Linked DNA regions of Mus musculus: all the other regions are linked to region 1. Evidence: chromatin contacts called from public Hi-C, HiChIP or PLAC-seq and promoter capture Hi-C data. All regions are on one chromosome and are shown on one strand. Each heading gives the region's core, a stretch centred on a gene start, on an enhancer-like site or on the middle of the called end of the contact. The rest is flanking DNA. Distances are from core to core; before and after follow the strand shown. Region 1 holds the start of Max (Max protein). Region 2 holds the start of Zfyve26 (zinc finger, FYVE domain containing 26). Region 3 holds the start of Rdh11 (retinol dehydrogenase 11). Region 4 holds the start of Vti1b (vesicle transport through interaction with t-SNAREs 1B). Region 5 holds the start of Arg2 (arginase type II). Region 6 holds the start of Pigh (phosphatidylinositol glycan anchor biosynthesis, class H). Region 7 holds the start of Plekhh1 (pleckstrin homology domain containing, family H (with MyTH4 domain) member 1).

Region 1 (3,553 bases), core at 559-3,058:
TCTCTCTCCTCTGGTTGTATTCTGAGTCTATTCCTTCTCTCCTCTCTCTCTCTAATCTATGCCTATTTACTCCTAAGTCTCAGACTCCAGACAAGAAAGCATGGGGTCAACCCAAAGCCAGAAACACCTACAAAAAAACCCCATTAATATAAAAAAATCTAATAAGTTACTGATAACATTATATGGATGCATCCATCACCTTTCAGCAAAGCTGTCTCTAACAGTGCCACTCTTCAACATTTTTTTTCTTCTCAAATGGAAAGTCAAGACCACAAAAAGCTGTGCCACTTTCAATATTTAACTTCTAGCGCCTCTCTTTTTTCCATTGTCGTTTTTTGGGGAATATCATGCTTTTCTAGATCCTAGGAGTCTGCAGTAGTCACATGACCTTGGCTAAAGGCGATTATTACATGTGCCTGCAACTTCACACAACTATGGAGATACTGCTTAAAGTTTACCTGCTCCTAAATAAAACCTAGCCAGTTTGCTCTGAAATAACACTACCATTCACTTCAGAATGCCCTTCCATTTCTCACATATCTCCGCCGCACTGAACACTACAGAACAACTCAGTTCACAGCACAGGCCTCCTCACTTGCCTGCCTACCTACCTACCTACTCACTAGAATCTACCACCTGAATATCAAGAATCATGTGGATTTGCAACGCCCCCCTCCTCCAACCCCAACAGACTCAACCTCACCTTAGCGGTTAAGAGGAGTTTACAAGAGTATTAAAAGTAATAGAACGATCTCTTTTTCTGACTCCAAAAAGAACCAAAACTGAACGGAAATGAAAATGAAATGGAGAGTAGGAGACGTACCGCAGATTGAAACCTCGGTTGCTCTTCCTGGAATAAGAGAGAGAGAAAAATAGAAAATACAGAAGTTATTTTCACACTTCGAATTCAATAATAAGAAAGAAAATGCCGGCGGCGGAGGAAGCAGCGGGTGGGGAGTCAGTCTGACACCCCTCCCTCCCTCTTTCCCCTTCCACTCTCTCCAGCGAGATCCCGTAGCCTAGTTGGGGGGGGGGGGGGGGGGGGTTTCAGGCACTGCCCCTCCTTCTGGGATCCGAACCGGACAAGAGGGATCCGGAACACTGCCTGCTCTCCCTCGATCCCTCTAGGGCGTCAGAGCACTCCCAGCCCCTTCACCCCAAGGATCAACCGGTCACAGGAGGAGGGAGCTCATGGACCCAAAGAGCAAGAGCTGAGCGCTGGTCTCCTTGCCCAGGATCCGGAAGGATAATGGGATCCCCAGCCGGGCAGAGCGGAGAGGGAGGCCTCGACACCCTCCTCCACGGGAGAATGTGGGGGTCCCAGAGGCCGCGTGTCTGCTCCCACCTTCAGTCCCAGGAGGCCTCTCCGGACAGGACTGGAGGGGAGCGAGCCTGGAGCGCGACGCAGGCGGTCCCGGCCCCGGGGGGAGGGGGAGAAAAGGACGGAGGCGGCGGCGACCCGACCCCCTCCCGCCGTCGCCCGGCTGAGAACCCTTGCCGCTGTCCCCGCCTGACAACCCGAACGGAAAGGAAGAAGCCCCAGGACTCACGTCGCTCTCCACCTCGATGTCATCGTTATCGCTCATTTCCTACGGCCCAGGGAGCGGCCACTGCAGCGGCGGCCGGGGAGGGGAGGGGTGGAGGGAAGGGGGAAGTCACCGACAACAACAAGCCGAGTGCCCCCACGCACACACTCACTCACTCGCTCACTCACTCACACACACTCACGCACACACAACACGGGCGACAACCACCTCACTGCAGCACCGGATCAACGGCGGCACGCACGCCCGATCGGCCCCCTAACACGTGACCGGGCTCACCGCGCCGGGGTAGCTGAGACTTGTAGTCCTCGAGCGTCGGATGGGCGAGTGAGAGAGAGCCAGAGAAACTACAAATCCCATCAGGAACCGCACACAGGCTTCGCCAGACTCGCTTGTTGACAGAGCTCAGGGCGCCTGCGCCCCGGGTGTTGGCAGCGAGAAGTGGCGCGGTGCCTCCCGGGAGATGTAGTCCACAGACCGCGAGTTGTCAGGAGATTTTCCTCCCCAGGCGGCGGAGAGGCTGCTGGGAAGACAGGACACGTGGAGGGAGCTGGGCTCCTGGAGCCGGCCACAATTCCGAGCTCTGGGCGCCCGGCCCAAGGGATTGGGTGGAGGCTCGGGGGTTTGGGGGCGGGGGGAGAGAAACTGGCTGCCAAAATAACACTGTCTCTTCTTGGCTAGACTGCTTTTACATTGTCTCGTTTAATGCTTGAGTCGCTCCACTTGCGCCCTGGGGCGTAACCCTCCCGGGAAGGAATCACGCTGTGGCTGACCAGGGGGCGCGGTCGAGATGCCCACGCGGGCCCTCTGTTATCTGGGTTTAAGGTGTTAAGAGACATTACGGGACAAACTAAAGGACCGATTTCGCCGGGTGTCCTTCATCTCAAGAATCTTGCTTTCATTTGTCCGAGAGAACTGTCCTTGCTGGGCTTGAGTGTTTACAAAACCTCTCGTAGGTGCAAGTAAAACCTACCTTCTGTTTGTTGTAGCCGGAGCAGATTAGGGAGTGCCCCAGTTTATAGAGAACTTTAATTAACTGCAAAAAGAATCAAAACGGGAAAGTTGTGCAGCTCCCTGTCCAGTTAAGGTCATACATAATGCAACGAGGTATGAAGTGTAACTACATTGTCCCCACCCGCATTTAGCTAAGTATCTAATATGTGGCAGCCCAGGAATGGCATGATGTGTCCCCTCAAAGACTTCACAGCTTTGAAAGCAAAAACCGGACTACCCTGTCACCATTTTCAGTGTGCACCAGGTCCTCAATGAAACAACAAACAAACAAACAAACAAACAAACAGTAATAATAAGGTCATCTGAGAAATTAACCAGACTACCACTTTACAATTGATCTTCAAAATGAGTGCGGTCTTGAGTTTGATTTATGAGTTAATGTTTTTTGAGTAAAAAATCATTTAACCCCTGACTATTGAGTGCAGAAACTTGGTGGTGTAATACAATCTTTCTGACACCTAGCCCAGGCTGGCCTTAAATGTCCGTGTGGCCAAGCCTAGTGATGAGAACACAGTCATAAGCAGACACTGACTCGTAATAGAAGTCAAGGGCTGTAAGGGAGACAAAGATGGTAAGAGGGTTTTTTGTTTGTTTGTTTGGTTGGTTGGTTGGTTTTTCGAGACAGGGTTTCTCTGTGTAGCCCTGGCTGTCCTGGAACTCACTCTGTAGACCAGGCTGGCCTCATCTCTGCCTCCCAAGTGCTGGGATTAAAGGCATTTGCCACCACTGCCTGGATAAGATAGTAAGAGTTAACTGGATACCAGAAGTAGAGACAATGGATGATCACCGCAAACCCTCCTTATATATCTACCTGCAATGTGCAATGTGCAGAGTGCATCCTTAGCTGCAAGTTAGTTTTTTGGGGGATTAAAAAAATATATCTCATGCCTGTTCCATGCCCCTCCTCAATGAAGTCAAAGCCTTTGGGAGGTGGGTAGGATCAGTAAAAGACAGTTTTTAATGATCTTCAGGTGGTTCGTATGTGCAACCTAGAG
Region 2 (3,553 bases), core at 575-3,074, 2.3 Mb after region 1:
ACACAGAAAATGAATCAAATATAAAAGAATAAAGGGAGTTCATAGCGATTCACTTATAACTATTTAGTTATAGGAATTCATAAGCCTTACTTTAAGTCAGTAGTTTGGGCAGTAGTACACACCTTAAAGAACTTAATATAAGATCTAGGATGGAGAACTGTGGTTCTCATGAGGCAAGAAGGGGTCATAGTGCAAACATACAGTAGAGTAGCAAGGAGTGAGAGGACTCATGTGTAGTGTGCAGAACTTCTGTATCTTTATTACAGTGGGCGTATATCAACCCCTGAATGGATAAAACTGCATAGTTTTTTTTTTTTATAGTAATGCACTTTTCCTGGTTTTGCTGCTTTAGCACACACAGCTGGAATGAGATGTCACAACTGGGGAAGCTGGAAAAAGCTTGTGCCAACTCTATTGTACTTCAGCCTTTTGTGGGTCTATGATTATTTCACAATAAAACATTTTAAGTCAATGCATTTTCAACTCTTTGTCAGAGCAACACCATCATCAGTCTCGTAAGCAAGAGGAATGAACAGGGTTTGTCTTTTGGAGACAAAATGCAGTTAAGCCATCTTCTATGGATAATAAACAAGAAATGATATTCAGGATCCTTTTGGTAGTCAGGCTTAAACTCAGCTGCAGAGCATAATTCATGGCCATTGGAGTACATTAGATGTAAAATACATTACACAGATAAAACATCAGAATATTGAAATGTGTTCCCCGTCTGCTAACTTTTTAAGATAGTAGCTGACTGGGGGGCCATAAAGACTAGAGTACAGCCGGGCGTGGTGGTGTACACCTTTAATCCCAGCATTCGGGAGTCAGAGGCAGGTGGATTTCGAGGCCAGCCTGGTCTACAAAGTGAGTTCCAGGACAGCCAGGGCTATACAGAGAAACCCTGTCTCGAAAACCTACACACACACACACACACACACACACACACACACAGACTAGAGTACAAACACTGAACCACTATCTTCCTCTCTTAGATCCTGGTAGGAGCGGGGATCGCTTACCTTAGCAGAATGGGACACTGCACCAGCGCCTGTAGTATGTCCTCCACCTTTTGGGGGATCTCTCCTTGTCCCCGGTGTAGTTGAGGTACACATGCTTGTGCCAACTCCCAGTCTCCCCTCCGCAGGCACTCACAGAAAAACTCAAAAAGTTCCTCCTCTGTAGCGGTTTCCTCTTTCCCAAATGGGTAACTCATTTTCCCAGCACAGAGTGCAGGTAGATAGAAAATAGAGGCGTTACGCGAAATACATTCTCAATTTTCTCATCCGTGAAGTACCCCCTAGAAACACCACACGAGCTGAGAAGAAACGAAACTTTAGATGAACCACCAGCTGCTGGCCCGAAAAGAAACGGCAGAACTTACTTTTCTAATGACTGTTTTGGGTTTAATTTGACCTGTTACTATCTCTTTTTGAGAGCCGTCTCTTTCTCTAAGGGGTGTACCTCATCTTCTACCGCAGACCTCACATATAACAATCTTAATATTTTTGCTAGCCTGGGGTGCAGACACATACATTTACTTCCGCATTCCCTCCTGAACATTTTGTCAGGCTACAAATCTCTAGGTTGGTGGATGCCTTGGTAAGGATGAAAACTCCCTTGGTTAGAGCCTTCTGTTAAGACAGAGGCTAAAGATTAGGGGATCAATCTGGGACTGAACTGTGGAGCCGGGAGGCTGGGGGACAGGGATGCTCCCCCTAGCGGGGTCGTGGACAGCACCCTCGCAATCTTCCCTGCGCCTTACACTCACCTGCTCCGGGAGTCGAATGCATTTTCCCGTCCAGAGCAGCCATGTTTGATCCCGGTCAGGTGACAAGTCCCATTGCGAAGAGTGGTGGAACGGGCGGCGATGACGAAAGAGAGCGCCACTCTTATTGGCTCAGGAGAAGCAAGATGCAAATCAAGTGCCGTGTTTGTTTGAATCACGTGATGCCACCTGATTGCTACGGGGACTCTAAGGAAGAGTTAGATCCGCTAGCTACAGGACTGAGGACTCTCCCTAATTATGATTGCTCCTTCTCGCAACATCCACAGTTATTCATTTCGGGGGAGCTGGGGCCAGGAATATCTGTGTTCCACGCTCCGTACCCGCCACTGTTTTGTTTTGTTTTTGATGTCAACATTTTCTCCGTGCCAACCAGTGATAGATGATAGGTTAGCCACAGGAATTCTGGATCTTCCTGTATCATTATTCTATCTAATTCTATCGTGTGTATATCATATATAATTATATATCCATCGAAAGACTGAGGTCGGTACAAAGGAGTTGCAAACGAAAACAAAGAGTGAGCAAAGGCTTTTCACAAATCATGTAATCAAGTCAGTTCTTAAGTTTATTAGTTTTTCTTAACGCAGCTGTTTTAAATACGAAACCTACTTGACTTCTTTTATTTTTTCAACTAAACTGAGTGGTTCTTTTTCAATGTATTTTAGTTTGAGACGCTTTAGTTAGTATTTCCCGGACATTTTCACCATCTAAATGTGTTGAACAGTGCAAAGGAAACACAAAACTCTCATCCCAAAACGGGAATAGGGCATATTGCCCACCCTTTTTCCAACCCCTCAGCCCCCCAAAAGAACCTTCTCTGGCCCAGGAAATAACTTTAAAATGCGATTCACTGAGGAAAAGAATTTCCAGTCAGGGTTTTCCCTCCTCTACATTCGTCTTGAAAGGTTCCGCTCCTCGATTTAAGCAATCACTACAAAGGAAAAATTTAATTAGATTAACCTTCGAGACTGAACTACAATTCCCAAAATACAGCTGGGCTAACCCGAGATTTTCCTGCTTCTGATTGGATAAGTCGCCAGAGTACCAACCAACCAGAGCCCCAGATGTTGCTGCTCGCACTTTTCGCGGGTAATTGTGTGAGGGTGGGGGAAACTTTGAAAGTTCCACGCTGCTGACCTGGTACTGGAGTTTTCTGAGGGGGCAGTTGTGGGGAGGAAGGTGTGTTCATTATCTTGTGCTCCCTCTTGGAGCCTGTGGCTGTTGATACCGGGGTCGCGGAGAGTCCTGCGTGTTGAGCACGTACTCTGTAACGGGGCTCGTCCCTGGAACCCGGACGGGGTCCTGGAGCTTCCGACTTCCTCTAGGGAGGCGAGTGATGCTTGTAAGGTGCTCTGTTTTATTAGGAAGTTTTGCGTCAGGTTTTCTAACTCTTGATACTTCTTCCTCCGCTCTTGGGCAAATTAGGCATCCGGGCAAGTTTAGGGACTGTCAAACTTGTGGTGTTAAGAGCGCGGAATCTGGAGTCAGATCTCTGGATTCGAATGTTGGCTCGATCCCTTGGCTAGTTCGTGTGTTTATTAAAAACATCCGAAGCATTTAAAACTAGTGTCTGGCGCATAATAATGGCCCAATAAATAAATTAACCCCTCAGCCTCCTCAAAATAGCTGGGTTTTGTTGCTTCACTATTTTTATTGAGCGCCTAACAGAAATTCAGTCTGAGATGCTGTCTCCTCTGTCTCGTACGCGCTTACGCACACATCAGGAAGAAAGAAAAGCATACACTATAATAACGCACAGATCAGATT
Region 3 (3,553 bases), core at 717-3,216, 2.2 Mb after region 1:
AGATTCAACCAAACAGAAGAAAAGTGGCCTTTCTATGCCAATCTGTGACAAACAGCATCTTATAATCTTAAGAAGGGCTAATCCAATTCAAAGAATAGAAATCATAAGCTTATGAATCTAGGTCAAAAATAAGAAAAAGATAGCCACATTCACACATTTAAAAACAAAAACAAAACATTTAAGAATGAGACAAGGGCTAGGAATATAACAGGGTAAGCATACATAGTTTACCCAGATGCCAAGCCCTGGGTTTGACTACTGACATCACACATTAATATCAGAACAACAACAACAAAACAACAACAGAGCAGAGTTCCAGCAGAGTGAGGATCCATACGTTTGTCTGGTTGGAGTCCTTGCACCTGTGCGTAGGCTTTGCTGGCCTTTCCAAATGGATGAAGCACAAACACAACCCTCAGATTTTCCTCTTCTCTTCTCAATTTTAGGACTAAAAGGATCTGTTGACTCAGAAGTGCGTTTTTAAGGAGCATTTCAACCATTCCACTAAACTTGTTATCTGCAAGCAGCCACTACTTAAGACAAACTAACTTGTGGTACCCAAAGGAACCTCTCTCTCCTCAGCGATCAAGGCCCCTGGCTCTGTGTCTCACGTCCCTTCAGACTGAACTTCAACACTGACAAATCCTGGGGACCAGGAATTGGCTCTTCCTCCTTCCTCTGTCATCATCGAAAACAAGAAATCAACTTTGAAAGCGCAGCTCTGGCCCCACTCTCCCATGCTGGCTCCAACGGGGATAGTAGAGTCCTTAGAGTGCTCGCTTCTAAGACACATTTCACTGGATGTAGCTCCGGTTCATGTTTTGTTGAGATTCTATATGGATATGAAGATCTTGTGGTAAAAAGAAACCCAAGTTTTTACCTGAGTACAAGGCCCATGTGTGCCTACTTATGGGAGCTGTAAGTATTCAGAGAGGAGAGGGGAAAAATGAAAGTAGCCACCAGAGAGAGAAGAAAAAGCAAAAAGAGTGGGAAGTAGGTCTTGGAAGAAAAAATGTTGGTCATGGTAAGAAATGACAGAAGGATGGCACAGCCTCAGCTCCAATAGGAACTATGGCCACGCCCAGAAAGAAGGTGGCGTTTATTACTGGTCCACCGTCACTCCTGGTGACTTACTCAGAACCAATCAGTGGACTGCCCCTTGTGGTAGCCTGCCGCTGATTCTCAGGTGATTACACACACCTCCAGGTTTGGGCTGACCTGACACTTAATTAAGAAACCATCCTTTGACCACGTGGTTCTTCTCCTGGCTCCTAGTAATCTAATTAGGGCAAACAAGCACGTGTTCCTACTCCGAAGGACAATGAATCTTCCCCTTCAGTTGTCACAAACACCTAAACAAGTGAATAACGGCAACAAGGAAGCATGCCCCAGATAACATTGGCATCGGGTTCAGAGAGCAAAAAGTGCAACCCTCCTGTAGTACCTCAAGGGCTGGAGACAAATAGTTAGACAAAGGCTGGTTCAAAGCTTGGGAGTGGAGAAAACAGTTAGAATCTAAAGCCCGCCATACTCAGCGGCTTCCCGAAGCTAGAGAGCAAATAGTGCTAGAGGAAATAAGGTAGGCCAGAAAGAGCAATACAGGATGATGGAGACCTGGAGCGCTTTTACGACCACCTGGGGTCTGACGTCTGGCCGTGCCCACATCCAGGGCACCAGGATCTCGCCTACAGTCCAGTAAACTCCAGATCTTTGCTACCTTAAAGGGCTTCTCAGTCCTTTCCTAGTCTTTCTTTACGGGGGCTAGGGAGAGGGCTTCAGTAGGGATTTTTTATCTTCTCTAAAAGACCTGGCAAGAAAAAGCAACATTCGCACAGACCTGATTTTTGGCGTGACCAAGTACAGGATGAAGGGAAGAGAGAGCAGAAGCAGGAATCCGAACATCTCAGCACCACCGAAGCGCAGTTGAAGTTGATGCTCTAAAGAGGACAGCGGGACTTATGGCTTCTGATCCTAGACACACCCCGGTTCAACTGCAACCGCCAGGGAGCAAAGCCCTCTGGGAAATGTAGTCCTGGATTTGGCGGCCGCCTGGCGGTGATACATTCAGAGTATACTTCCAAGCACTATGAAAAGTTGAATAACACAACCGTGGAGCAATGGTCTTCAGTGGTCCAGGGCCTAGGCCTGTGGGATCGTTGAGCCAGCCCTTCTACCACTCCTCTGGCCACTAATTGACTCTTTGGAAGTCTCGCGGGTTTGCTATCTCCTGGAGCCCAAGTCCAGTGTTTGGTTCAATTTTCCCCAATCATTATTAGGAAATTACATTTTGTCTGGGAGACAGCGTCTGGAAAGTATTCTGAGGTTAATTACAAAGGGCAGGAGCCGTTAGTCGGACAGTTGGTGTGGCGGAAGATGTCCTTCCTCAGAGATGACCTTTGCCCTATGGGGCAAAGCAAGTTAAGACCTCCTAGAGAGTCACGGTTGTGTGTACTTCGATCTATGATAGTATCCTTCATAATTTCCCAAGCCCTTGGTTGTTATTTGATAATAAAATAGTTTCTTGGATGACTATATCATGTATTACTCTTCAAGGAAACAATGCATTTCTCAGATTGGCACAGTTGGTTTTATCACTTTGTCAAAGAGTTTAATCCCGTCTTGAACTAAGGCCAGGAACATTTCTTTGGGAAAAGGCAAACTCCCTGTTCAAACTTTTCTTTCCTTTGAGGTGTACCTCATGGGGATAAACATGAGTTATCATGTTTAACAAGTTTTAAAAGTCATTGTCTGTGGTTTCCCACCTTCACTATTCAGTTTCTGGTTCATTTGCATAATTAATTTCCATTCATTGGAAGATACCTGTTCCACAGTCAAGTTGGAGCCATATACTGTATAGCACCTGGGAAGAAGACATATTCTTACAGATTTAGTATTGGATTATCTAGTAATCATCAGCATTTAACGCTTTCTTAGTGTCTAGTATGTAGAGAGCAGCTCACAGCTCAAAGAAAAAAGTCTTTTACGTATTCTGTTTCTTATTCATTTTATACATGTTTAACAGTATTTCTACAATAAACTGGTGTAGTCTCTGAGAGGTGACACAGACAGCTGTGAAGTACTGCTTCAGGAGTTGTCAAAGCTGCAGCTTTCTCCTTCCTGCTTCAACCTTCAGCCTTCTTGAGACAACTCTTTGGGGATCAGTGAGAAAGAAAAGAGAGAGGGGGTGGTGGGGAAGAATTATAAACACACACACATACATTCACACATGTGACAGATAGAGCAAGGCTCCAACCATTTTTCATACATACATACATACAGACAGACAGACAGACAGACAGATATATACTTACTTATATACATATACACATATACATATACATATACAGACAGACAGACATATATTTATATACACATTCACATACACATATACATATACATACAGGCAGGCCCACACCCAGATAACTTTCTAGTAGCATATTGATGACTTGCTCATAGCTGCCCCAGATGAAGAAACTTGCTGTTTGGCAACTTATGCCTTGCTCAGAGAGTTAGACCAGATGAGATATCAAATGTCTGTGAGGAAAGTGCAGCT
Region 4 (3,553 bases), core at 323-2,822, 2.2 Mb after region 1:
CCCTGTCTTGAAAAACAAACACAAACCCAAAAAAACAAAAACAAGCAAGCAAAAAGAGCATCCTAAGAATAACTGTGTAGAGAGCTAATATTTCTAAATAAAACAACAAACACATATTAATAATAGCTGGTAGCTCTTACTGTTGCCAGACGGTGTTTTTAATAGCTTTACATATCTCATTTACTCCCCACAAAAACTCCATGAAGTCAGATGCTACGTTTTACTTTATAGTGGAAACTAGTTTGGTTAAAATAACTTGCAAAGTCACATAGCTAATAAAAGGTGTATGTAACTTAGATAATCTGACTCTAGAACTCTTTTCTTTCCTTCCTTCCTTTTTTTTTTTTTTTTTTTTTAATTTTTGATAGAGTCTCAAGATAGAAGAATCTAGCTGGTCTGGAACTCTGTGTTGCTGTGTAAAACCAGGCTGGCCTTGAACTCACTGAGATTCTGTTTCTACCTCCCAAGTGCTGGGATTAAAAGTGTTCACCACTGGCAATCTCTTGAATGGCAGAAAAATATTTTGTCATACACTGTTATCTTTAATGCACAGGTAGACATTCTCATCTCCAGCTCAAACGAGTATGCGCCTCTTATTTAAGTTCATTCATTCAACTGATCACGTGAGAAGACACGGCCCCTTCTCAATCTTCCTCCTCACATCCACCAGTCTCATAAATCTCGGCACCACCTGTTGGATTTAATGCTCACTCTCCAGATTCGCATGCTTACCCAGTCAACTGTCATAGAAGCTCCTAACACAGTCTCTTATAGCCATTCTCACATCCTCTATCCAGCTATCCGCCGCCTTGCTTCTAAAATGAAATCCACATTACTCCGCTGCTTATGTTCCTTAAGGATTTACCCTAGTACGTCAAAAAAGTCTAAATGTGAGACTTCCGGTTCCTCTCCAATGTAGCTGTCTTCCTCCCCTCACCTCCCGCCACTGTCTCACATATAAGCTAATCTCCATGGTTACAACTATTTTTAAAATTTCATTGCCTACCAAAATGCCAAACTCCTACATGCCCAACTCCAAATTAAGGGTTTTTTTTGTTTTTTGTTTTTGTTTTTTGTTTTGTCACAGGAGCACAGATTGAAGAATGCCCTATGCTACTGGGAGAGGAAGATAACTAAAGGCTCGCTAGGAGAGGACATCCTAATGTCTATCCCTTTGCACGCCCCCAGTCACCACAAGAGGCAGCACACCCTGGGCGTCCGGGGCCCGACAGCAGCAGGGGGCGTGCCCAAAGGGGAAGCGGGGAGCCCCGGGTCGGTGTTTGGGATCCTGCACCCTGCGGAGTCCTCCCGGCCTGGTCCCGCCCCCGCCTCACCTGTCCCCGCGGTCCCCAGCAGCCGCTCCGGCACCCCTTGTAAGTCTTCAAGGAGGCCGCGGAAGATCTCGTGCAGCTTCTCGAAATGCTCGGAGGAGGCGGCGGAGGCGGCCATGGCGCAGGTTGCGCGTGAGCTGCGGCCACCGGGCGCTGGGCCCACTCCCACCTCAGCAATCAGCTGCCCAGCCCCGAAGCCATCACTGCAGCCGCACCTCGGCCTCCCGGAATCAGGCGCTTCCGGGGTCCTCGGAGCCGGACGCCCTCCCCCTGCTTGTCACTGCACGGGCGCCGGGCGCCAAAGCCTGACAAGAAGCCGGGGCGGGGACGACACTCAGCTACTACAGGGGCGCGGTCTCGCGCCAAGACGAGCCGGTGGCTCCGACCTGGAGACAAACAGTGGGCACAGAGGAGGTACCAAAGGGAAGGGCCCGAGGGAGCCCGCGGGACTGGCGCCTCGGCCGCCTCATCCGGGCCCGCCGGTCCTGCAGTGCATACTGGGAATTGTAGTTAAGTGAGGGAGGACGGCCGTGCAGGGAGGGCCCGGAGTGCCAGCGGTGTTGCGCAGACTGGCTAGCACACGCCCCTCGCTGTCATCGCAGTTCCTTCTGCCACCTGACTTCATATCCCGTCTAAATGTTCAGTCTCAGCCCTAGATAGATGAGCAGAGGCCTGCCTACCCTCGGATGGTATAACTCTAATAAAAGTGGAGAGATTAAGTGGCCAGGGTCACATGTTTTCAGAACCGGAAAATGGGCAGTGTGATCCCAGAATACCCACAGCTTTTAGCGGCTGAACCAGTCCAGACCATTAGGCTGCCCCGGGTTCTCATTCACAACATGTTAAGAATAGACATTTTGATAAACCAAAGTTATATATTGATCAAAGTAATTTTGTCTCTGCCCTTGGGTAATGTATGATTTGGTGTGGAAGACAGACCCATCTTATCTGCCCTTATGTGAAATATATCAACAATTACGAAGTCCTTTCTGTCCTTCCATAGATATAAACCCCTGTGTATACTGTTGGCAGGGTTTCCAACAAAGGGCCCACTCACAAAAGTTTTCGTGGTGATTCAATATTTATACATGGAAATATATATATATATATATATATATATATATATATATATATATATATATATATATATATATAAAAGGGTGTTACCGAGGGGTACAACACTTATCTAGCATAAGCAAATCCTATAGTCCATCTTCTAAGGTGTGTGTGGGAGTGGGTTCCTGGTGATTTTTGTCTTTGAAGCCCTGGGTTTTACAAGCTTGAATCCACCAACCGTTAAATTCAATGAAAAAATAAAAACAAAACGCAGTGTGCAGGGATGACAAAGTCTGATGTTGTTAGCAGTGGTGCGAAGTCTTAATATTTTTCTTATAAAATTAAAAGGTAGTTCAAGAGTGTTGTTGTTCAATTTTAATCCTAGCACTTGGAAGACAGAGGCAGATGGATCACTGAGTTCGAGGCCAGCCTGGTCTACAGAGCACATTGCAGGACAGCCAGACCATATAGAGAAACCATGCCCAAAAAACATAAAATTAAAAAATTTATACTTGAATATGTATGAACACATGTGAGGGCAAGTGCCCTGCCTGTGGAGCCCAGAAGAGGGTGTTGGGTCTTTTGGAGCTGGAGTTACAGGTGGGCTGCCTGCCATGCTGTTAAGAGTTGTGTGTGATCCAAAGAACTGTGACATTTCTTCAACCCCAAGTCTTATCTTTCTGTCGCAGAAATAGATATAAAAAGGAGCTCCTGCCAAGACCGAGAGATGTGGAAACAGTGACCTTTGGTCGGTGTCACGTAAGTAGAAAATGATTTGATGATTGGTCTGGTGATCACAAACCAAATTAACGACACTTGCATTTTAGGTGTACTATAGTGATTCTGGGACACAGGCATCCAATAGAATGGGAAATAACTGCATAACTGTGTTTTCTTTAAGCTACAATTACTTTCATTTAATTCTAACAGTTATAATCTAGAATTAAAAACAAGGTAATTGAAAAGAACCTTTGTTTTCATTGACAAGTGAATATAAATTAAGTGAAATATTATTTTAATTAATCACTGCATTGTCAAAAATTTTCCAATATCCCCATAAACTAATTTTAAAATACGTTTATTGGTCAGAACAAACCCATAAATTTATTAATTTACAAATATTAGAAGTTAAAGATTGTGGTCCTGTCAGTCTTACATATTCAAGC
Region 5 (3,553 bases), core at 437-2,936, 2.2 Mb after region 1:
CTAGAGTCACAGAACTTATGGATAATTTCTAAATAGTAAAGGAATTTATTGATGACTTACAGTCGGCAGCCCAATTCCCAACAATGGTTCAGTCGCAGCTGTGAATGGAAGTCCAAGGATCTAGCAGTTACTCAGTCTCACGCAGCAAGCAGGCGAAGGAGCAAGAGCAAGAGCTAGACTCCCTTCTTCCAATGTCCTTATATTGTCTCCAGCAAAAGGTGTAGCCCGGATTAAAGGTGTGTTCCACCACACCTTTAATCCCAGATGAAAGGCATAGCCCAGATTAAAGGTGTGTTCCTTAACTCGGAGATTCAATCTTCTGGAATCCATAGCCACTACGGCTCAAGATCTTCAAACCAAGATCCAGATAAGGATCTCCAAGCCTCCAGATAAGGGTCACTGGTGAGCCTTCCAATTCCGGATTGTAGTTCATTCCAAATATTGTCAAGTTGACAACCAGGAATAGCCACTACAGCAGGCTACAGAGTCACAGTTAAGAGTACAGTGTTAGACAATCTTGCCACTGTATGAAACACTCAATATGTCCATTTTATCATACTGTAAACTTGTGCTTACAACAAAGAATGCAGATCCTTCTATCTCCCCTAGCTTGCTGTGTCTGTGGAGGCAAGAAGCATCGGATTCCCCAGAAGCTGGGGTTAATGGCTATGCATAAAACTCTGCAAAAACCAGGTCCTCTGCAAGAGCAATGTGTGTCCGTAATTGCAGGGCCATCAGCCACTATTTACTATTAAAACCATGAAAAGCTCCTTGATATTTTTGGATTTGTTTCAGCCTCCTTTTAATTTAGAATGATCAGAATGTGTTGATATAGTTGGCCTCTAGTAACCAGTGCTCTTATTGTTCATGTAAAGAACTGAAAACAGGGGCCCAGAGAGGTAGCTGAACAGTTAAGAGCATCTGTTACTTTTGCTAAGGGCTTGGGTTTGATTCTCAGCACTCACATGGTGGCTCATAAAGGTCTGTAGTAACTCTAGTTCCAGCAAATCCTATATCCACTTCTGACTTCCCTGGGCACCATGAATGTCTGTGGTGCACAAACATATATACAGGCAAAACACTCATACACATTTAAAAAAATCTGAAAAGGAAATAAAATTTTGTTTAAAAAAATTAAAAAAAAAATCTAGAAAGTAATTGCTTGGTAAATTCTAAATTCTCCCCAAAGATCCAAGGTAGGTGAGTTTTTAAAAAGCCAGACTCAAGAGGACACTGATGGGGTAAATGTTTCTAGGATTTTAAGCTTTGAGATAGAAAGCTGCAGATGGATGCTGACTTGGTGTGGGTTAGCAGATGACCCCGGGTGCGGGCAGGCCACGGCCAGTGCCAACTCTTCAGCCGAGATAGCGCCTGGGGCGGGTACATGTGTCAAGTTCTCAAGTTCCACTGAGGTCTCCAACCTGGCAGGGACGCTGCTTCCCGGGAAACCACACAGGTGCCACTCTGATCAGCGGCTTTATGGTATCCGCCTTGGTGGCTTAGGCATCGGGGGCGGGGGGAGCGTGTCCAGGGAAAGAGAGGACAGGTCCAATGGTGACTTAACGGCAGGCGCGTCCCAGGCCCTGGAGAGCTGTAGTCCTCCGAGAAGGTGCGCCGGGGGCTGGTTGGAGGCGTGTCCGAGAGATGCTGACGTCACAGGGCGGTGCGCTCGCCTAGTGAAGCATCGAAGCTGTGGGAGGCTGCACTCACTCGAGGTCCTGAGTTGCACCGAGCCGGTTCTCCTAGGGTAATCCCCTCCCTGCCAATCATGTTCCTGAGGAGCAGCGCCTCCCGTCTCCTCCACGGGCAAATTCCTTGCGTCCTGACGAGATCCGTCCACTCTGTAGCTATAGTCGGAGCCCCTTTCTCTCGGGGACAGGTGAGAGCTGCGACCCGAGCTGACGGGACACTAAGCCTAGAGAGTTTCTTGGGGCCAGGAGGGAGGAGGGGGGAAAAAACGGGGGGAAGAGCTCGCGGGATCCCATGGCGGGTACGTGGAGCGCACGTTGGGTTTTCCTGGACCCAGATGGAGATGAGGGACTGATGGAAGGCAAGGGGGTGAGAGAGGGCACTGGGCATCGAGAGGGAGGGAAGTGGGCATCGAGAAGCGAGCATCTGCGGCCTCCAGGACGACGGAGAGTGGGCATTTCCAGCTTTGGGGTGATGACAGGAAGGAAAAGAGAGAGGATTCCATGGAGGAGCTGGAGAAGGCAAAACCGGGATCGTTGAGAAATTGTCGGAGAGGAGGTTAGAGACGGTGACCGGGGATTAAGGCAGGCTTCAGGTTCTATTCTTGCAGAAAGAGCATTAACCTGGAAAGAAATTGATGTCGGTCTCTGCAACTGCGGGAGGGACGAAGGGGCTTTGTTCTGCCTTCAATGAAAGGAACCTGCTGTCGCGGAGGGCGCACTCACTGATGGGGAAGCTAGGTGCCGCGTTCTGCCAGATACAGGTACCGGATCAAAGCTCACTGAGCCCTTTCCTGATCCGAGACTTTCCTGGTCTGGCTCTCAGTGAGGGACTCAGAAGGTTGATTTGCTTTCAAGAACAGAATCTTCCCTCCGCCCATTAAGCATTTAGTGAAACGATCAGCCTTCTACAGTAGAAGTTTTGATGCTGTGAAAGGTTTGCAGAGGAGTCTTTTAGGAGCTCCGGGTAGCAGCAGAGATTTCTGTGTCAAAGTGTTTCTGCTCCTTTCCTCACCTTCTCTTATGTCTGTGGGGTTTGTATGATTCACAGAAGAAGCTAGGAGTGGAATATGGTCCAGCTGCCATTCGAGAAGCTGGCTTGCTGAAGAGGCTCTCCAGGTTGGGTAAGTGGTTGGATTTCTGTGTTTGTTCCGGAAGGGGAAAAAACCTGTTCAGAATCTCATCTCTTCTATCCTGATCCTGTGGTAGCAGCTTGGCACCTGTAATTTGTTCCCATCTGGTATCCTTTGGATTCCTTCTGCAGATAAACATCTATCAGGGAATCTTCAGAGGAAGTCTTCTTGCAGATAGTGTTGGGGAAAGTGAAGCAGAGCAAAGTAGGTCCTGGAACAGTGTACTGCCAGTGTACTGCCAGTGCAGCTAAGGATTCTAGCTCGCTCAAGAGCTAACTGCTCAGTTAACCTTTCCTGGTTACAAGGTAGCTTTCCTAACTCAGACTTGAGCCAAGCCTGAGTCATCCACCACACGTGTTGCCTCTTTCCAAACCATTTCCTCTCTGGGGCTAGTGGGTTTGTATTATTGTAACCCTGATGTAGATGTTTTTTTTTTTTTTTTCCCCAAAACTACCTAATTATGAAATCACTTGGGTGACTTGTTCAAAGCAGTTCCTAGCTAGCCTCCTCCATGGAAGAGTTCTGACTCCTTGCAGATGAGGTAAGAGCTAGATAGATCTGTGCATTTTTACAGGCATTCCTTGAAGTCAGATTTGCAATTTTCTGTGTTGTAATTAAGGTAGTGTTTAGACTTTTAGGACCAGAAATAAATCAGAATTCCGAGATAAACACCATGTCTACAGTTAGTGGAGAACTATTAGTACTGTGGCATCACATTTCAATACCTGTTTG
Region 6 (3,553 bases), core at 468-2,967, 2.1 Mb after region 1:
CTGGTTTATACAGTGAGTTCAAGAACAGCCAAGGCTACATGGTAAGACCCCAACACTCCCCATCCCCCCAAAAAAGAATAAAAATCCAATTATATTAAAAATTTTGGGGAAGGACTAGGTCAGTTTAATAACTTCAACTGACCTGTGAAGACACTTTTAAATATAAATTGGTAAAGATTAGGAGTCTTTTAAAAAATACTATTTGTGTTGTGTTTGAGGCAGGGTTTCACTGTGTAGCCTTGGTTTGTTCTGGAGCTGGTAATGTAGACTGATGTAGCCAGGCTGGCCTTGAATTCAGAGATGTTCCTTCCTCTGTTTCCCTAGTGCTGGGATTAAAGGTGTGCACCACCACACCAGCCCCTACTATTTATATTTATTTATTGTGCAGAGGTCAGAGGACAATTTTTTTGAATCCATTCTTCCCTCCCATCATGTGGGTTCTGGGGATTCGGCTTAGGTGGTCAGGTTTGGCATTAGGTGGTCAGGTTTGGCATTAGGTGGTCAGGTTTGGCAGTCGCTGCAGTCATCTGATGAGCCATTCATTCCCCAGACCCTCAGTGAGGGGACTTAACTTCATCTATGAAAATCTGTGCAAATTATGATGCTCTGCCACACACTTTGATAGCATAAATGTGATTGAACCAGGTATGATGACACACACCTTTGATCCTAACCCTAGGGAGGCAGAGGCAGGCTCCACATAGAGCCTTCCAGTCCAGACAAAGTAAGAATAATAATAATAGCAAAAGAATAGAAAAAAGCTAAGGGATGTTTTAATACAAACAATATGAAAATTGCAGAAATAAACAGTTCTGGTGTACTGGCTCTATTAAGATCACTCCTGGAATAATATATTCATTTTAGGGCTATACAGGGAGTTAAAACAGAACAGAACATCCTGAACAAAGGCCAATCGGATGACTCTTTTTGCTTGGGAACTGTCACAAAATAATAGCAGTTGACCTTCGCAATATTTTGAACCATTAATTTCAACTTAGAGATGTTAAAAATGAGGCTCGGGGGGAAAAAAGATTAGAAAGTCTGAAAACTGAGCATAGAAAACCCTCGTGTCTTAGACCTGGCAACACTTTAGAAAATGCACTTAAACTGGGGAAGGGTTGGGAGAGGGGATGGTAGTTGACCTGGCCTTGAGAAACAGATATTAGGTGGAGATTCTGTACTGCACAGTTGTGGAGGCAAAAACTTTTCTGTAATTCTGTCGCACGCCTGCTATCCGTTGGCTTTGGTACCCAGTAAGTGATGCGGGAGGATGCACTGAGTTCTCTGAGGAGGTTATGTTCCATGAATGAGCAGGGCAAGTAGGTCCACTGTGGTAGAACGTCCAGAAGCACAAACTTCTCGGGGAGGGAGGGCAGTCCTGCCGTGGAACGGCGACCCTGATCCAGGGAGTCCCCACCCTCCCGGACCCACGGGTCAGCCCCGAGACCTCTCCAAGCTGCCTGCGCCGGCCGAGCGCCCGCCTTTACCTCGCACAGGGTGAAGAGCCCGTAGGCCGCCAGCCACACCGCGCAGGTGACCGCGGTGAGCGAGCACAGCGACAGCCGAGCCGAGCTGAGGCCGAACTCGCGGCAGTACGGTGAGTAGTAGCGGCACCGCAGGGCTAGGCGGCCGCCGCAGATATCGGAGAAGCTCTTCTCGTCCTCCATGGCCGCACACACCTGAATGTCGCGCCGCTCTAGCCCACCCGGAGGCTCGAAGTCTCGTTGGCTCCCGACCATCCCGGAAGCGGCTGAGCCCTGCCTGTCCGCGCAGCCGTAGTCGCTCACTGAGAGCAGGGCTGGGACTTGCAGCAAGTTCTCCCAGTTTATCCTTAGCCCAAACTCCCCAGAACCGCGGCACCAGTTTTGGGCAGATTAAGATCTCTGTTCATTTGACTGACTCATTTATATTGTTACGCCAGAAAGACTCCCCCAAAATGGTCTGCAGGTGTAACCATTCATTCATTCATTCATTCATTTCCCTGCGAAGGGATTTTAGGTACTGAAGATTTCTGTCTCTACATAGCTTCTTTCCTAGTAGGAAAAAAAAAAAAAAATAGACGTAACTTAAGTAGTGTTATTGACAAAAATGTTCAGACTAGTAGAAGGTCTGGGCAGCTTTAAGTAAAGGTCTTAAAGGTCTTCGCCATTAAACCTACAAGGGCCACACTGTTCTGTGGGGAGTTGGGGTGGAGGTGGGGGTAGTCTCCAGAAAGAAGGACCAGGAAAAAACAAAGTTGGAGGCTGGAATGGGTTTCAGTCACAGGAATCAAAAAACTAGCAAGGCTAGGATGCATGGGAAGAGAAGGTAGGCTTTGAGTTGGGCAGATGGCTCAGCTGCTAAAGAGTATATTAATCCAAAAAAAAAAAAAAAACGAGAGGAGAAAGACCGCCACCCAAATCATCATGACCAAATTAATTAAAGCAAGCTTTAAAAATTCACATACACGGGCTGCCTCCTCCTGAGATGGGGTTCAGCTTTGGATGTGAAGGCAGGCTTTTATAGCTCAGGGATAGGAAGGTTTCCAAATGAGGGGTTTGTCTGTCAAAATATAGTTATAGGAGCAGCACACAAGCATAGCAAGTAAGTCCCTCTGGAACAGAGACACAAGGTTGCAAAGATGGGCCTAACAAGGTAGCTATATAACCCTTTGAAGCAAAGGTCAGGTTGCAAGATGACTATAAACAACTTTTTGAAACAAAGACGTGATTGCATTCTTGGAACAAGCAGTACAGAACCATTTGTAGTTAAGGTCACAGGTGGGGCATAGCTCAATCCTTGAAAAACAGGTTTACTCATAAACAAGAATGAACCTAGATTGTCTTCACTGTAAGATGACTTTCAAGCCTAATATGGAAGCAGGCTGGTTCTTCAAGTACTTATCACTAGGGAAAGGTAACTGGGGGAGCCACTAATAGATGCTGTTTGCCAACCATATATTTGCATGGATGGAGCACTACTGTGGCAGTGCACAGACAATCATACTTCTGATGATGTAATTATTTCCACTGTTTTGAATTTATTCTTAGAACTTGAGTCACTATAAATATGAATAATGGAGAAACAAATGTAATTGAATAATCCCACTGAGGACTCCACAGGCTCAGGCTGGGCTCTTCAAAGCTTTTCTGTGGAGCTCTTGCTTTAGGATTTGCTTACACTTGGATTTCGTAGTTCTAAGACTACTGTGTTATGAGCCTCCCAGGGGCCCTGCAGGGAAAGCAACCAGCCTCCGAGGCTGACGACTTCAGTTCGAGTCATGGGATCCACATGATGGAAAGAGAGAACCAACTGCCACAAGTTGCCCTCTGATTGCCACATGCTCACTAGCCATGGCACGCCTAATAAATACACAGATAAATAAATAGTTTTATAAAGGAATGCTGTCTTATAGCTTTTATTCTGTTTGATTTTGGCAGAGGTGTATTTTGAAAGAAGGTTTCACGCTATAGCCAACCTGCCTCCAACTTGTGATCCTTCAGCCTCAGCTTTTTCTGAAATGCTGGGGGTGTGTAAATGGTCCATGTGAGAAAGTTACAGGATATCATGTATA
Region 7 (3,553 bases), core at 416-2,915, 2.1 Mb after region 1:
AACCATCTAAAATTCAACTATTTGTTATTACAAATGTAAGGTTTTTAATACATCACACTTAGCGTCAACAAATTAATAATGTCAAGAATAAAAAGCAAGCTGGGTGTGGTGGCATACATCATTAGTCCTGGCATTCTGGAGGTAGAGGCCAACAGACCTCTGTGAGTTCAAGGCCAGGCTGATCTACAAGGTGGGTTACAGATCAGCCAGGGAGATACTTGCTGTGATCCTATCTCAAGGGGGGCGGGGAGGGAGTGAAAAGAAGGGCTGCTTAATTAGCATTAAAAGGTGTTTGTAGCCGGGCGTGGTGGCGCACGCCTTTAATCCCAGCACTTGGGAGGCAGAGGCAGGCGGATTTCTGAGTTCGAGGCCAGCCTGGTCTACAAAGTGAGTTCCAGGACAGCCAGGGCTACACAGAGAAACCCTGTCTCAAAAAAAATAAATAAATAAATAAATTAATTAATTAAAAAAAAAGGTGTTTGTAAATACATATATATATGGATATAGACAGATGCATATAAATACATATATGAATATGCATATACATAATATATATAATGACAATAGTTGCATTTGGGTAGGGGTGATCTGCCAAAAACGGATAAAGTCTTAGTGTCCACTATTAGCCCTCTGAATTTGAAATTCATATCATGCTCAAGATTGCCTATTCAAAGTGTATGGAAGTGTCACCCCTTCACAAAACCCAGAGGTCTTGCCTATAAAGTCACTTGGAGTCCCACCCACCCAATTTAACTGCCTTCCTTAGTTCCTGAGCTTTCAAAACCGTGCATGAGAATGCCTAAGGAGGTTTGCTCCGTGGGCAATTCCCCTCTCCCTTCCCACCCCCAGATTCAGATTTAAACCTGGGGTGGGGCTGGGGATTTTTCTCGGTGAGTGCTTGGAGTGAATATTCTAGGCCCCGGGGTGTTTTGTTTCTGTTCAGTTTATGGAATTGGGAAAGGCAGCTTTTGTTTTCCCCTCCCCTCCCCTCCCCTCCCCTTTTCTTTCCTTCCTTCCTTCCTTCCTTCCTTCCTTCCTTCCTTCCTTCCTTCCTTCCTTCCTTCCTTCCTTTCTTTCTTTCTTTCTTTCTTTCTTTCTTTCTTTCTTTCTTTCTTTCATTCATTTTGTGTGCTGGGAATTAAACCCAGGACCTCCTTCATGAGTTCCGCCGCCCACTTAGAAGAAGCTCCTTCCTAACTACATTTCATTTGCATCTTCCTCAGCCCCATCCCCTAACCAAACATCTAGTCCCCTAACCAAACATCTAGTGTCCCACTCCCTCTGGGTGTATAATTGTTATTGTGTGAGTTAGGTATTGCAAACCAGGGCTCCTTGCCCTTCTGGCTCCCTGGCTGTCGCCTTTAAAATAAGCAAGACAAACACAAACAAACAGGTTCTCCTAGAGCTGTAGTGACTCGCTCCCCCTTCTCTCTCTCTCAACTCCAAATCAGTTGTGCAGACTGCTCGCTCCCAGTAACCAGGTGGGACTTTCCTACAGGTGGCTAGACACTCGCTGGGACCTCCTTCCGCGGAGGGAGGGTCCAGTCTGGTGAGCATCCCGCCGGGGATCCCACGCTGTCTGGGGGTCGCAGCGCGCAGCCAGCCCTCCAGGCGGCCCCGGCCGCGCCCCGCGGTGGGAGGCTGCGGCTGCTGAGGTCATTTCCTGTGCCTGGCCGCGAGCTGCCCGCCGAGCGAGCGCGGTGCGGACACAGCCGGCGCGGCGCTGCTCCCAGCGCTGGGGCGGGCTTTGTGCGGAGCTCCGGGGACCTTCCAGGCTCCGACCTCGGCCCGCCACGCCCACCGCGACCCCTGCAGCGGGGGAGCGGAGACCCGGGGGCCTCTCCGCACTCGGGGAGAGCCACTGTGGGGCAGAGGCGCGCGTGGCGGTCGGGGTCGCGGCGGGACTCCCGGCAGCTCACTCAGGTGAGCCGGGCGGGTCGGGGAGGGCCGGGGGGTGTGCCGCTGGGAGAGGGCGTCCGGCGGGACGGACAGGGCTGACTCCTCGCGGCCGGGAGGGCAACTCTGGAGCAGGTGCCTCTCTACCTGGGAGCCGTGGGACGGGCGCAGGCAACCAGGAGCTCCAGGACACCCGCACTGGGAGGCGGTGACTGCCCCTCCCGCAGTAGGTCCTGCTCTTTGGGACCGGCTTGATCCAGTTGCTCCTGGGAAGGCCCCGGGATGTACGTGCAGGCTTCCTTCCAACCCGGTGCTCTCCGCTCAACCCTTCCGCTCCTCTCAGCAGCTTGTCCTAGGTTGCTTGTTAATGTGATTGCTGGATGTCTCTCCTAGGAGTCCTAGGAGTCAAGCTGAACTCATACTGACGGCGTCCTGCCAAGCAGAAAAGAACACAGGTTGGACTCTGAGTGACATCAGGGGCTTTGTGTCCTAGCAATCTTAGGAATACGTCTCCCACGGAGGGTGGCAGAGGTAGCGAGACCCTGTGGAAATAGAATGTTCTCCCTGTTGCTCCTTCAGCATACTTCCTCCCTGTCAGGATCTTCAATCAGCTTCTACTGTAAATCCGCCTCATAAAACTTACTGACATTGACAAACTCCGGGTTCCAGGAGAATGCTCGAAAGATCGTTATTTGAAATAAGTAACCCTTCCCCCCACCCCCAATGTAGTAGCTATCAATCCTCAGCACCAGACTTTCTGGACTGTCTTGTTCAGGACACTGTGCGGTGCAAATAGTCGCCACTCAGTTCAACAATCCATTCACCTTTCTCTGTGAAGGAGGAAACTGGGACTCAGAAAACTTGTGTCTTGCCCAAGGTTATAGTGAAAGACTGTAAAGGTCACGTAGAGACAGGACTCAAACGTAAGCCTTCTAGATTCCACATGTGATACTGTCCTTTGCCTTCCCCTAGCTGCCTAAGGGACCTACTCAGAGCTGTTTTGTGATATTGTTAACCCTGTGGTCCCAAACTTAGGGAAATGAACAATTAGCCTAAACCAGTGTGCTGCCCTTCTGACTGAATCGGTCATCAGCAGTAGAGAGAACTGTGTTCCTCTCAATCCACTCTTAATGGTGTATTCTTTTTCTTTTTTCTCTTTTTTAAATTTCTTTTCTCTGTTTGTCTCTTTCTCCTTCCCCCACCTTTCTTTTCGGAGTCTCTCAACAGCCCTCCTGCCTCAGCAGCCTGTCTAGTGCTGGTGACACGTCACCACATCCAACTCATCTCTCCTAATTATTTTCCTTATCTCTACAAGGCTGTGTATATGTATTGAAATCTGTGTTCCTTACAGGTTGGGGAATGTTTTATTCGTGTAGATGTTTAGGTGTGGGAATCCCCTCCATCACTGCGTACGGGTGCTGAGCCACCATCTGTATTCTAAGGATGGACCAATAAGCTGTCTAACCCTGTCTGACCCTCTACTAATAGCCGGTTCCAGACTGATAATATAGCCTGGCGTGGTGGTCCTTCCCTATAATCAAAATACTTGGAAGGGTAAGGTAGTGGGATCACAGATCCACAGTCTACTATGTAGCAAGTTCCAGGCCTGCCTAGGCTATATAATAAGACCCTGAGAGAAAACCAAACGCTGGAGTCT

The links. Promoter capture Hi-C pulls out the DNA fragments that hold promoters and counts their contacts. Hi-C and Micro-C count contacts between places; a contact is called where the count stands out from the background. HiChIP or PLAC-seq counts read pairs in DNA pulled down with a chosen protein or histone mark.
Region 2: a promoter capture Hi-C map of pre-B cells shows a contact between it and region 1, with 2.8 times the contacts expected there. The contact joins the promoter of Zfyve26 here to the promoter of Max in region 1. A contact is called at or near these places in 4 of 39 promoter capture datasets (embryonic stem cells, hippocampal neurons, liver and 1 more).
Region 3: a contact with region 1 is called in a Hi-C map of B cells, with 7 read pairs. The contact joins the promoter of Rdh11 here to the promoter of Max in region 1. A contact is called at or near these places in 6 of 39 promoter capture datasets (the 3T3-L1 cell line, the C10 cell line, cranial neural crest and 3 more), 1 of 484 Hi-C or Micro-C datasets (B cells) and 2 of 115 datasets of contacts at active chromatin or transcription factors (astrocytes and large pre-B cells).
Region 4: a contact with region 1 is called in a promoter capture Hi-C map of hippocampal neurons, with 4 times the contacts expected there. The contact joins the promoter of Vti1b here to the promoter of Max in region 1. A contact is called at or near these places in 8 of 39 promoter capture datasets (the 3T3-L1 cell line, the C10 cell line, cranial neural crest and 4 more), 2 of 484 Hi-C or Micro-C datasets (B cells and regulatory T cells), 5 of 115 datasets of contacts at active chromatin or transcription factors (astrocytes, embryonic stem cells, large pre-B cells and 1 more) and 1 of 9 other capture datasets (adipose tissue).
Region 5: a contact with region 1 is called in an H3K4me3 HiChIP or PLAC-seq map of embryonic forebrain, with 5 times the contacts expected there. The contact joins the promoter of Arg2 here to the promoter of Max in region 1. A contact is called at or near these places in 3 of 39 promoter capture datasets (hippocampal neurons, liver and pre-B cells), 2 of 115 datasets of contacts at active chromatin or transcription factors (embryonic forebrain and large pre-B cells) and 1 of 9 other capture datasets (adipose tissue).
Region 6: a promoter capture Hi-C map of pre-B cells shows a contact between it and region 1, with 8 times the contacts expected there. The contact joins the promoter of Pigh here to the promoter of Max in region 1. A contact is called at or near these places in 10 of 39 promoter capture datasets (the 3T3-L1 cell line, 3T3-L1-derived adipocytes, the C10 cell line and 6 more) and 7 of 115 datasets of contacts at active chromatin or transcription factors (astrocytes, embryonic forebrain, embryonic hindbrain and 3 more).
Region 7: a contact with region 1 is called in an H3K27ac HiChIP or PLAC-seq map of embryonic stem cells, with 6 times the contacts expected there. The contact joins the promoter of Plekhh1 here to the promoter of Max in region 1. A contact is called at or near these places in 1 of 39 promoter capture datasets (embryonic stem cells), 6 of 115 datasets of contacts at active chromatin or transcription factors (astrocytes, embryonic hindbrain, embryonic stem cells and 2 more) and 2 of 9 other capture datasets (adipose tissue and liver).

What each region holds. Positions count from the first base shown.
Region 1 is chr12:76,960,440-76,963,992 of GRCm38.p6, forward strand. Max (Max protein) reads right to left here and starts at 1,809. Exons shown (of 4, transcript NM_001146176.1): 1 at 1,551-1,809. The coding sequence starts at 1,586.
Region 2 is chr12:79,294,458-79,298,010 of GRCm38.p6, forward strand. It overlaps Zfyve26 (zinc finger, FYVE domain containing 26), which reads right to left and starts at 1,825. Exons shown (of 42, transcript NM_001008550.1): 1 at 1,769-1,825; 2 at 1,020-1,315. The coding sequence starts at 1,213. Rad51b (RAD51 paralog B) reads left to right here and starts at 2,825. Exons shown (of 11, transcript NM_009014.3): 1 at 2,825-2,875.
Region 3 is chr12:79,189,889-79,193,441 of GRCm38.p6, forward strand. It overlaps Rdh11 (retinol dehydrogenase 11), which reads right to left and starts at 1,967. Exons shown (of 7, transcript NM_021557.6): 1 at 1,838-1,967. The coding sequence starts at 1,902.
Region 4 is chr12:79,170,886-79,174,438 of GRCm38.p6, forward strand. It overlaps Vti1b (vesicle transport through interaction with t-SNAREs 1B), which reads right to left and starts at 1,573. Exons shown (of 6, transcript NM_016800.3): 1 at 1,335-1,573. The coding sequence starts at 1,449. Rdh11 (retinol dehydrogenase 11) reads right to left here. Exons shown (of 7, transcript NM_021557.6): 7 at 3,348-3,553.
Region 5 is chr12:79,129,102-79,132,654 of GRCm38.p6, forward strand. Arg2 (arginase type II) reads left to right here and starts at 1,687. Exons shown (of 8, transcript NM_009705.3): 1 at 1,687-1,879; 2 at 2,740-2,812. The coding sequence starts at 1,769.
Region 6 is chr12:79,087,953-79,091,505 of GRCm38.p6, forward strand. It overlaps Pigh (phosphatidylinositol glycan anchor biosynthesis, class H), which reads right to left and starts at 1,718. Exons shown (of 4, transcript NM_029988.2): 1 at 1,488-1,718. The coding sequence starts at 1,667. 9230116L04Rik (RIKEN cDNA 9230116L04 gene) reads right to left here. Exons shown (of 3, transcript NR_110486.1): 3 at 753-2,033.
Region 7 is chr12:79,027,498-79,031,050 of GRCm38.p6, forward strand. It overlaps Plekhh1 (pleckstrin homology domain containing, family H (with MyTH4 domain) member 1), which reads left to right and starts at 1,666. Exons shown (of 29, transcript NM_181073.3): 1 at 1,666-1,923.